Linked DNA regions of Mus musculus: region 1 is linked to region 2. A link is a contact called in public Hi-C data. All regions are on one chromosome and are shown on one strand. Each heading gives the region's core, a stretch centred on a gene start, on an enhancer-like site or on the middle of the called end of the contact. The rest is flanking DNA. Distances are from core to core; before and after follow the strand shown.

Region 1 (6,086 bases), core at 1,688-4,187, 43 kb after region 2:
ATGGCCCACCCCGCCGCCAGGGGAGGACACAGAAGTTGTGACATCGCTCATCGGGGAGAAGGCTGGCTGCCAGGCTTGACAAGTGTACCTCAAGTAGGCCAGACCATGATCTCAGGGATGGATTTCTAGGGAGAGAGGGACATCTGATGAAGCCAGGTGACCAAAGCATGCTTCAACAACGGTGCCTTGGGGAAAGCAGGCTCCATGCGAGGTGACCAGACAGTTCACCCTTTCCCCCCCACACAGAGCATTTCTAATTCTCTCCTTGCCCTGTCGAGCAAGAGAATGGCTAAGGAGGGCTTATTTCCTCACATCCAACTGTCGTCTGTGTTCCCTGGGGCTTGTCCCTGAACCCTGGGGCTTCAGAGAATGACATCTGTCCCCAGCCCTGACTTCCTCCTCCCCACCGCACCCTGTCTCCGAGACCCCCACCCAGCAGTGTGCTCGGGTTACCCACCTTGACCACATAGGTGACTCCCGGCCCCAGCACCTGATCGCTGGTGTGCGGCGCGCCCCGAGGGGGCCTGGGCAGTGGCTCGTCGCCGGCCCGGCTCTTCCTGGTGGCACTCATGCTGGCGGCCGGGGCGCGGGACCCGGGGGTCGCGCTGCCGCCGTCCGGGGCCGCCAGGCTGGGCGCGCTGCAGCTGCCCGAGAGCCGCGCTCCTGCCCGCTCCCGGGCGGCCGACGACAGGCCACGCAGGCCGGAGCTGGAGAGTTTCAAGTGGGACACCTTGTGGAGCAGGTGGCCCAGGCTGCCGGGCCCATCGTCCGGCGCCTTGCGCAGCGCCTCGCCCGACACCAGGTAGGGGCTCGCCGCGGGCTCCGCCGAGACCTTGCCGCCGCTGCCGCTCACCGACAGGCTGTGGAGAAGGTCATCGACCGATGTCACCGAGTCATTCCTGAAGCGGTTGTACTTGGTGCGTGGAAGCATGCCCCTCCGTGGGCTCGCCGCATCCACCCGGGCGCTGCTGCTGCCGGCCCTGGCGCGGACTGCCGCGCATAGCACACGAGCCGCGGTCCCCCGAGCGGGACGAGGAGCCCGAGTCCCAGGACAGCCTTTCCGGAGAGGGACAGCCGAGGCCGACGACCGAGCCCTTTTCACCGTTACAAGGCAGCAGAGCAGCAGCCACGCAGCGCGGGCCCTGGAGACCGAGGGTTGGGGTGGAACGCTTGCCTTGCAAAAGTCATAGTTGCGGCTGATGGAGCGAGCGGCCAGCTGCACGGGGCTGCTCCCAGCAAAAGCGTGACTCACTCTGAGGAGACCCTTCTCAACAAAGGCTCGGTGAGCTCCGCAAATCACTTCCTGTAGCAAAAAGAGAGAGAAGAAAACGACATCCACCCGCTGACAGCAACTACAGCCAATCAGTTCTCAAATTTCCTTTTTCTACCTTCGCAGATATTTCCTTCCAGTCTTTGCCTTTTCACCTACCCCCTCCCCATCCCGCATCTGTGCCAAAGGTAAATCCAGTCCCGTCAAATGATCTCTTGAACTTTCCGCAACCCATTATTCCGTGCAATGGCTTGCTCTTCCCTTGCTCAGCTCATGTGGATGAAGCCCAGAAGTGTCTGACAGGGATGCGTTCAAATGTGACGAAGGCTTTTAAAGAAGTCTTCAAGGCGAATCCTGATGAATCCTGATTTTGGAAAGTAGCAAGAATTTTAAGTAGGAAAAAAAAAAAGAGGGGGGACCCTTCACCAGCAGATGAATATTTAAGAAAGAAAGAAAAAAACCTGTCAGTTTCCTGTGGTTTGCTTTTCTTGTTCAGATCAGCAGAGCAGCCATGTATCTGTGGCGGTGCAATTCCTGTACCAATTCACGAAAAAAAAAAAAAATCAGCACAGAAATTTCTTCTCAGTACAGCTCAGAGGGGGTCTTCCCTAATAATTTACAGCAGTCAGCAGCCGTACTCAGCTAGGGTTCAGTTGAAAAATCTACTTCAAAAAAAAACCTGCATCTCTGCTGAGCGGCAACAGGCTCCAGAAATCCATGCCAAAAAAAGAGAGAGAGAGAGAAAGAGGGCCGCGTTTTGAGTTTTATTCCAAGTGAATGTGTTTCAGCCCTGGAAGCATGCCTTAGTAGCATTACCAATCCGTTTCAATGTCCCTTCAGTTGCTGCTTGCAGCCCTGCAGTCAGGCAGGAAAAAAAATGCGGCTGCTCTAACTGTCCATCAAATCCACAGCAAGAATGGCCTCTTCCTTGCGAGTCGGGCCCAGGCTTGCAGTGACACGCACAGGCCTTCTTCCTGACGCTTGGGAGAATAGGACATCGACAGCCTCCCCGAGGGTCTGACCAAGATTCTGAGACCCACTGAGCCCTTCCTCGGTGGCCTCTACCAGGTGGCCTCATGTGTTAAGACAGATAACCTGCACCACCGAGAAGTCAATCGCTGTCAAAGTTTCCTGGTAACTTCTGTGCAAGCGAATGCATTTGCCTTCTAGCACACTAGCAGGTCACCCTGAGTCTTCTCACGCCCAGGGCTGATCTCGGGAGGCAGTGCGGTTCCCAGGCTTTCTGGGAGCCCCAGGAAGGGAGTTTAGGGAGAGCCACCCGTGGCGGCCGTGCAAGTGAGGCCGGTTCCAGAGGACGAAAAAGCGCAGAGCCGCCAGGCCCGCCCTGGCGCAGCAAACACGTCCCCACCGCTCTCCAACCGCGCGGCAGCCCTAGCTGAACAGCCACCCCGCACTCTCTTTTCTCCCTTCCTCTAGCTCGCATAGCAACAGCAGATGCGCACCCCACGGACGATTTCGATGGTGATTGGAGTCCCCCTCCAATCTGAAGCAAGTCAGCCCCACCATTCCCAAACCGTGGTCTTCTTCATTAGAAGCAGACAAAAAGAAAAAAAGAAAAAGGAAAAAAAAAAAAAACAGACCGAATGTGAATGAGATGCTGTTTGTGTGAATGAAAGGGCCGGCGAGCGAGCCAGCGTTTCTGTGAATGGAGCGGGTCCTTGCAGCCGGTGCCAGGCAATCCCCTGGGCTCAGGCGGCTTCAGCCAATGAGAGGCTGAGCCGATGACTCATTCAACAAAGGCTCGCTCAATAGTGGAAGATTCCATTTCAATCAAGGGCGGGATCTTTTATCCAACAGCAGTGTGGGAAAAAAAAAGAGAAAGAAAAAAAAAAAAATAACACCACCCAGATTGATTACAAAAATTCTGGGAGGAAGAAACAAGCCGGTATAGAGAGATGGGGAAAATTAGTTTTATAAGGGTGTTGGAGACTATCGGGTCAGTTCCGGGTGAAGCAGGACCACTCTCTGGGAGGTGAGCTGTACCCAAACTTTCATTCACTGGTTCTTCTACCTCACAGAGCAGCCATGAATGTACCAGCTTTTATTATGAATGCACACAGAAGACCCAGTCAAAGGCTAGCCTCTTCCCCATGAAGTCTTTCCTAATAAAGGAATAAAGAAGACCTATGCAAGCTAAGTCTCCAGAGCAGCGGAGGGGATCCCAAAGCTACATCATTTAACCCTTTAGCCAACAAGGAGACTTTGGATTCTATTATGAGGCCAACGGAGGGAGCCGACTGAGAAAATATGAATGGCGGTGTAAATTTACATACAACAATTAGACTCGTTGGTGTTAGACGTTAATATACCAAGAATATCATATAGTACAGCTAGAGCTGCTGTTAGCTGGAAAGTGATACGAATATTTTGGTGTACAGGAAAAAAGAAAATAAATTAAAGAGCCCAAATGCGTCAGATGGAATTCCACAGCCCCTGCAGGGGAACTCTGCTCACGTGCCTGTCCCAGGAGAGCCCTTTGTTCGCCCTAGGGAGCCTGGCTGTCGCTTATTTTAGGCATGATCCCCCAAAGCCCAAGCTCTGGGCTGTCAACTCGAAACAAACTGGCACCAGTGAGAACGAGGATAGATAATTCTAGATGCCATGTTCAAAGTCTGCGCTATGCTGTGACTATCACGTGTTCACTGGATGCTTATGTTGAAGTCTAATCCTGGCCACCTTTCTTTCAAAAGGTGAAAGCTTAGTCTGTGTCATTTAGGGGAGGGGCTTCTGGGACAGGACTGGGATTAGGTCATCAGAGTAGAGGAGCAATAGCCCAGTCTGTAAAATGCTTTATCTTGCAAGCAAGAGGACCTGAATTCAATCCTCAAAAACTCAACATTTAAAAAAACAAAACCAAAAATACTAACAGACAAACAAATAAATGGGCTGACGACCCAGTGTTACACAGCCAGCCAGCCCAACCCCTCAGCAAGTTTTAAGCCAAGAAGAGACCTTATTTCAAACAAACAAGATGGGGTCAGCAAGATTGCTATCAACCTTGATGATTGGAATTTAGTCCCCAGGAGCCACACAGTGGAGATGATGTTGTCCTCTGACCCCCTACACATGTGCTCTAACATGCATCTAATGAAAAGCTATTTTTAAAGAAAACATGGCTGTCATCCAAGAAATGAGAGTGGAGGCCATACTCTGTCCTCCACATGCAGGTATGGCACACTTCCACACAAGCACACACAAGGATGCACCTGCACACATATAACCACATAGAAGTAGAGAGTCTGAACACACACACTCGTGTGTGCACACAGGCATACGTGTTCCCAGTCTCTCACCGTCTTAAGCCCTGAGCCACCTCAGACTCTGCTAGCAAGAATCCCAAGAATTTGGTCTCTCAGCTGTACCAGACTAAGGAGCAGAGGTAAATTATCTTTATTCATAACTCACTTAGTTTATTGGACTGTGTTATTAACCAGAGATATGGATGGAAATCCTATAACAATGCCAAGAAAGTGCCTTGCCTGGGCAGCTGACATTGAGAACTGCTCACCCCTGACCACCTGTAGCCAGGCATCTTCCACTGAGAGGAGTGCAAGGCAAAGTCCACATTTCCTACCTGGAGGATTCACCTGAGTCAAGTCCTGTTCATCAGAGTGGAGAGTCTAATCAGGTGAGGAAGGGAATAAGTGCATGGGAGTGGCCAGCTTAGGGTTAGGAGCCTTCTGTGTAGAGGCATCAAGTGCAGAGGTTGAAACCCGGGAATTCCAAATTGTCTAGATGAGATATAAAAAGGGTGGTCAGATATGGGGTAGGTGGTACATGCTTCTGATCCCAGCATTTGGGCAGTTGAAGCAGGACATTTGAGGGCTCTAGTGGGACAGTCTGGGTTACATGGTGAGATTTCATCTCGAAAACAAACAAAACAGCCAGAAATTGTAGGATAAGCATAAATCCCGAGCCATCTGAGGAACTGCCCTCACCAACCAGGCACACCTACTGCAAGTCCAGCTTACATCCTGTTTTGCATAAAGGAAGCCAAGGGTCACTGGGGCTACACAATGTGCAGTGACCACATCTTCTATCTTCATGGCCACACACAACCCTGCCTCAGAGAGGTAGGTGTGGTGTACAGTGTCCAGTGGGGCTTCTCCCTTCGGGCAGTGCTCATTCATCATTAACGACAATGTTGCCAGTGGACTGAGAGACAAAAAGGTTCAGACTTTCTAGAAGATAGAAGATGGGCTATATTACAAAGAGAGGCTAGGGAGATGGCCAGTCAGTGAGATGGCTGACAATACACCCAGAACCCACAGAAAAAGCCAGGCGCGGTAGTGTGTACCTGAAGTCCTCATGCTGAGAACAAAGATCCCAGAAGCTCCATAGTCAGTCCTATCCAAACAATGAGCTCTGCTTTCATGACAGATGCTGTCTCAAAAATTAAGGTGGAGCTCAGGGATTGAGAGCACTGGCTGCTTTCCCGGGGGACCACAGTTAGATTACCAGCACCCACATGGTGGCTCACAACTGTCTGGGATTCTGACTCCAGGGAAGTTGATGCCCTCTTCTGGATCCTTCCGCACTAGGGCTCACACATGCCGTCGAAACATCAGTATCCATAAAACAAAAATAAGAAAGGGAGAGAGTGATAAAGACATCTTCCTGCAGTCACACGCACGCACACACATGAAAACACACACAAACACATATGCATGCCAAAAGCATAAACACAAATATTAAGATGTAATAGAGTATAACGGAGGTGAAGCTATTGTGTCTTACAGTGTAAAAGAGGAGACCAGAATGGAAGCAAGTAGGGAGCAGGGACAAGGGAGAGAGA
Region 2 (5,894 bases), core at 2,865-5,364:
TGTGTATATATATATATATATATATATATATATATATATATGTAGCCATAAAGTATGAAATCCCATGATTTGCAACTATAAAGGTGAACCTGGAGATACTGTGTTACATGAAATAAGTCACATACGGAGCAGCAAACCCCACATGATCCCCTTGGATGTGAAGACAGAAAATGGTTCCTGCTCTGGAAGTATTCAGTAGAACCCTAGTTACCAAGGCTGAGAAGAGTAGTGAGAAGTGGTTTGAGAAAAGGTCCATCAGTGGGTACTCAGGCATACTTAGAAGAGATGCATCCTGCTGTTGCTTCGAGCAGTGCCATGAATTTAGTGGTATATCCTATGTTTGAGGTTGACTCCACAGTGGTGTACTCCTGGCATCCATTTGGGAGATGGAGGAGGGATGTTCAAAGCCATCCCTGGCTACACAGGTAGTTTAAGGCCAGCCTAGACTGAATGAGATCCTATGCATCACTTGGCAGAGTGTTTGCCCACCGTGCTCAAAGCCTGGGCTCAGTCCCCAGCACTGCACACACCAGGTGTGGTGATGATGCACTCCTGAAATCCCAGCGCTCAGGAGGTGGAGGCAGGAGGACCAGAAGCTCCAGGTCACCCTTGACCAAATAGCGAATTCAAAGACCTAAATAAAACCCTGTTAAAAACAGGAGAAAAAAAAACACCACAGATACCAAGACCAAGAATTTACACGAAAGAACGTTGGGAAATGATAGATGTTTGAGGCGATGAAGACACTTATCTGGACTAGAACACTGTGAGCATCTCACAGCGCCGCCCCCCCACCACCACGTACAGTTTCCATGGATCAAATCATAATTTTCTCCTGAAAAGGTATTACATGAGTGGGAGGGAAGAGCTCAGTTGCTTATAAAGGGATAAAGCCTGGCACAGCACTGGAGCTCTTCCGACACCAAACACGAGAAGACCACACGCAGTAGCAGCAACATTAGTCTGGAGATGAGGAGCAACCAAACCGGAATCTGATTTCCACTCCTGAAAACCACTCAAGTGGGAGGGGAAGGGGAAGACTCCAAGTTAACCACCCACAGATGCTTGCTGCAAGGAAGAGGCCAGAAAACTTAATGGTGACAATGGAGAAGGCGACGTGGGCTGCCGCAAGACGAGAGACAGCCAACAGAGATGCAGGAGTAGCATGCGCCTTGATGATTATGTACAATTTCCAATATGAGTTTTGGTCATCATTAGTGTGAACGGTAGGGAGCAGATAGAGCAGAATGGCGTGTTTATGGTATTGCTGCGTTTTATGGAGGCTGTTCCAGACTTGCTTATTTCTAGATGGTGGCAAATATAGCTAGGGAAAGGAAGACGAGTCAGTTAGTAATGTACTGCCCATGAAAACACAAGAATCTGAGTCTAGTCTCCAAAACACACATCAAAAGGAGGGTAAGGAGGTGTGTATGTATAATCCCAGTACTCAGGAAGCTGAGACAGGAAGATTTTGGTTTTGAACCCAAACTATGCTACACAGTGAGTCCCCCAGGCCAGTCTGAGCTAAAGAGAGGGACTTCAGTCTCTTCACCCATGGAAGAATTGAAAATACTGAAGCAATCACGAAGTTGTAGTTACTGATAATATCCTGTAATAATTACCTGTAAAAGGTTTTATATCATTCATGTTCTCAATTATAAGCACGTTTCTATATCTGCAAGAAAGGGATGCAGAGAAATGGAATACGTCTCATCTTCTCGGTAGGGTTTACCACCGCAGCCTCTGAGAGCCAACCAGTAATGCCAAGAAAGCTGTCCCATGGGACAGTAAAGGAAATGGACTGTATCAGCTGCTGGTCTCATTGCTCTGATAAAATGTCCTCACAGAAGCAACTTAAGGAAGAAGGGTTTATTTTGCTCATAGATGCAGGATACAGTCCATCACAGTGGAGAGGACACGGCAGCAGTTGCCTGGTCATACTGTGTCCACAGTCGGGAGCAGAGATGGGCAGCCCCCGTGCTCAGCTTCTGTTCCTGTTTCTAGGTAATCCAGGACCCTAGAACAGAAGGGCGCTTCTGCCCACCTTTCCAGTGGGTCTTGCCTCCTAATCAAGATATTCCCTCACAGGAGTGCCTAGAAGCTTTCAACCTGCAGTACAACCCTTGACAAGCCAGGATTTCATACAAGTTGCTGCAAACTGTCAATGCTAAATTGTAGAGGTGTTGCTTTCCAATGCCAACACCCTCAGCAACACATAGGCCCTTGCATGCGTGTGTGTGTGTGTGTGTGTGTGTGTGTGTGTGTGTGTGTGTGTGTGTGTGTGTCCCTAACATCCACACGACAGCCACAGGAAAATTTGCAGCTCATTCCCTCAGAACACTGTCCCACCTTGGTTTTCCTGAGACAAGGTCTCTTACTGACCTGGAGTTCGCCAAGCAGGCTAATCTGACGAGTCAGCGTGTGTCAGGAATCCTCCTGTCACAGCATTTCACAGTGCCTTGCTTTTTTATGTGGGTTCTGGGGTACAGGTCAGGTCCTGGTGCTTACAAGGCAAATGCATTACTTGTACTGATTACACTACCTTCCCAGTACACAAGGGAATTTTTACAAGATTCAAGCCTCCTGCAAGCTCTCCAGAGCCCAGAAGATTCAAGCTTCTATTCCTGCCTGACACCTGTCTACCTGGAGCCCCATCTTAACTTCCAAGATTTCTTTTCTTTGTCATGGCCTGGCTATAGAAGTTTAAATCATGCATAGGGTCGTTTCAGCTCTAGTTCCCTAGGGTGTCTGTCACAGTGATCGTCTCTGAGTTTCAGTTTAATTGAGAACTGGAGAGATGTTGGCTCAATAGTTAAGAGCAAGTACTGCTTGTCCAGGGGACCTGAGTTTGCATGTCAGTTTGTCCAGAAGCTCACAGTTGCTTGTAACTCCAGTTCCAGGAGATGCAATGTCCTTGTCTTAGTCAGGGTTTCTATTCCTGCACAAACATCATGACCAAGAAGCAAGTTGGGGAGGAAAGGGTTTATTCAGCTTACATTTCCACATTGCTGTTCATCACTGAAAGAAATCAGGACTGGAACTCAAGCAGGTCAGGAAGCAGAAGCTGATGCAGAGGCCATGGAGGGATGCTGCTTACTGGCTTGCTTCCCCTGGCTTGCTCAGCTTGCTTTTTTATAGAACCCAGGACTACCAGCCCAGGGATGGCACCACCCACAATGGACCCTCCCATCTTGATCACTAACTGAGAAAATGCCTTACAGCTGGATCTCACAGAGGCATTTCCTCAAGGGAGGCTCCTTTCTCTGTGATAACTCCAGCTTGTGTCAAGTTGACACAAAATCAGCCAGTACAGTCTTCATCTCTGGCTTAAGGGCACCTTCACTCATGTCCACAAATCTACCCTCAGACAGACAGACAGACAGACAGACAGATACACACACACACACCAATGCATGCACCCAAACACATAATTTAAGATAAAAATAAAATCTTTTTTAAAAAATCAAACAAGGGCCTGGAGAGAGAGAGCTCTGTGTTTAGGCACACACACTGCTCTTGCAGAGGGCCTGAGTTCAGTGGCCAGCACCCAGGTCAAGTGGCTCACAAGTGGTAACTCCAGCTACAGGGCGGGGTATCTGACTCCCTCTTCCCGCTCTATGGGCAGCACACCCCCATTCCACAAACCCACACATAGTTCCAACCCCAATCTAACTGCTGAGAGCTTTTGCTGGGAAATAGATGGAATCCGGGGGGAAAAACAGCACCACTATTAAAAATAACAACTCAAGGGCACCGGATGAGATTGGCTTTCTGACTAAGACCTGCTAAAAAGCAAGAACACAAAGAGGTGGGCACAGCTCCTGCCACAGAAAGCAGGTTGACAAAATACACTGAGCTAGCTTGCTAGAAAGGAACAAAGTAATAAGGAGGGCGTGGAGGTAAAAATCAAATAGGGGCCATCGGGAAAGAGCTGTGATCTGCAGAGACTGGAAAAGAAAGCCTCAATTCATCCAGAGCAAGAGGAAAATAAAGAAGAAGGGCCACTCGGGAGAGACTGTTAACAGCCAAGACCTCGAGACACTCTCTTGTGAGAGTCCTGCTGTAGACCCCGAATCAGCAGCTCTGAGTCTGAGCTGACTGCACCAGCAAAAGAAGAGGCAGGAAGCCAAGCCAGTGCTGGGAAAGATGACTCACTGTGGCGCTGTCTGCAGACTCGGAGGACTCTTGCCTGGCCCGGGTAGGCACGTGCTGCCACAGAGGTCAACTGTCACTGTGAGCAGCTTCAGGGCAAGGTTACCACAGCAGGTCTGTCCTGCCACCTCAAGACCCCCAAGGATATGAATTACAGAAGCTCCTAAGGGGACTGAGAATTAGGGACAAAAGGACCAGGGTCTATGGACAAGAGGAAGGTTTTTGTATTCATGAGTTCCAGGAGACCTAGAAGTTCAAAGGTGCTTCCATGTTCAAAACTGATATCTCAAGGTTAAAACTGATTCCACTCTCCCTGTTGCTTGGAACTTCCAGAGGGCCAAGGCACGACAGTCTCTTCTGAATTACTATGACAACCCACTCCGTAAACCACAGTACGTCACTCAAATTATAATGTTCCCCCTCCTCAGACAGTGGGGTAGCTCTGCATGTCCAGCCCCAGCCTAATCCTACATTGTCCCTGAGGTGGTTTTGGCCAGTTGTTCATTGTGATAACAAAATACCTCAGGTGGGCTAACTTAAGAGAGAGACAAAGACAGAAGCACAAAGAGGAAATAAGAGACAGAGAAAGAGGGGTAAACAGAGGGAGGGAAGAAGAAAAATGGACAGACAGAGAGAGGCTAGAAATCCGAGCTGCATGGTGCAGCCGCTGGTGATTGATGGTCCTACCTGCCTATGTCACCTCATGGCACATGGTACTGCTGGGAGAACAGGTAGGAAAAAGAGCTCAATTTTGAGAACAGGAAGCCAGAGAGCCCGGGACTCCTCAGCCTGTTCTCAAAGCACACCCACTAAGGACCTCCCATTGGGGCCCACTTCCCTGCCTTTCTTCTTTTCATATATGTGTGTGGTATGCATATATACTTATATGTATGTTCACATGTATATGAGGACTTGTGTGGGCATGCACATGTATGTGTGTGCATAGAAGTATGGAGCTGGAAACTGATGTCCGGAATCTTCCTCTGTTTCACTCCACTTTATTCTTTTGAGACAAGGTCTTGAAATCGGACCCAGAGCTTGCCTATGAGAATGGTCTTACTAGCCAGCCTGCTTGGGGGGTGAAGACAGTAAGAAATCATCTGGCTCTACCTCCTATGGCTGGAATTACGAGTGAGCTGCCATGCTCACCCAGCGTTTATGCAGGTTCTGGGGATCTAGACTCAGGTCTTGTTTGTATGGTAAGTGCTCTAACCACTGAACCATCTCCTCAGACCTGAGGCTTCCTTGTAAAGGTCTCACCTCCTTTCGTTGCCACACTGAAAATGAATCTCCCAGTGTACAAACTTATGAGAAACACTCTTAAATCATCAGGCAAACACCCGGAGGTGTCAGCATGGTCTCTTGAGCCCTTGTGTTTGACCTTCAAGATGTGAACCACAAGATCTCAGGAATGACACTCTCTGGTCGCAAGTCATCTTATTTAAAGAAAGGTAAAGCATACCTCAGAATTATACAAACCTGAAGACTACATAACAAGTTAGAGTTAACAGCGTGTGTGCGAACATGCTCAGGAAAGGTCTTCAATGACAGGCGCCCACCTGGAACTGTACTCAACACTGAGAAGGGCTCCTAAGGCACAAGATTAAGAGAGACTGTGACTTCGTGGTGATCTCTCTCTTTCTCTCTCTCTCTCTCTCTCTCTCTGTTTGTGTATGTATGTATGTGTGTGTGTGTGTGTGTGTATGTATGTGTGTGTCTGTGTGTCTGTGTGTGTGTGTCTT

The links. Hi-C and Micro-C count contacts between places; a contact is called where the count stands out from the background.
Region 1: a Hi-C map of cerebral cortex shows a contact between it and region 2, with 1.7 times the contacts expected there. The contact joins the promoter of Shc3 here to the enhancer-like site in region 2. A contact is called at or near these places in 2 of 484 Hi-C or Micro-C datasets (the HPC-7 cell line and cerebral cortex), 3 of 115 datasets of contacts at active chromatin or transcription factors (astrocytes and embryonic stem cells) and 3 of 9 other capture datasets (adipose tissue, liver and pancreatic islet).

The regions. Positions count from the first base shown.
Region 1 is chr13:51,566,514-51,572,599 of GRCm38.p6, forward strand. Shc3 (src homology 2 domain-containing transforming protein C3) reads right to left here and starts at 2,938. Exons shown (of 12, transcript NM_009167.5): 1 at 458-2,938. The coding sequence starts at 931.
Region 2 is chr13:51,522,512-51,528,405 of GRCm38.p6, forward strand. The region is part of intron 1 of Shc3 (src homology 2 domain-containing transforming protein C3); the gene reads right to left. Among named protein-coding and RNA genes, the nearest start is that of Shc3, 44 kb to the right of the region's middle. Within about 2 kb of position 4,115, at least 51 of the 459 cell types and tissues checked have an H3K27ac peak or open chromatin away from gene starts, as enhancers often do. A contact at or near this core is called in astrocytes and cerebral cortex, where this site is marked.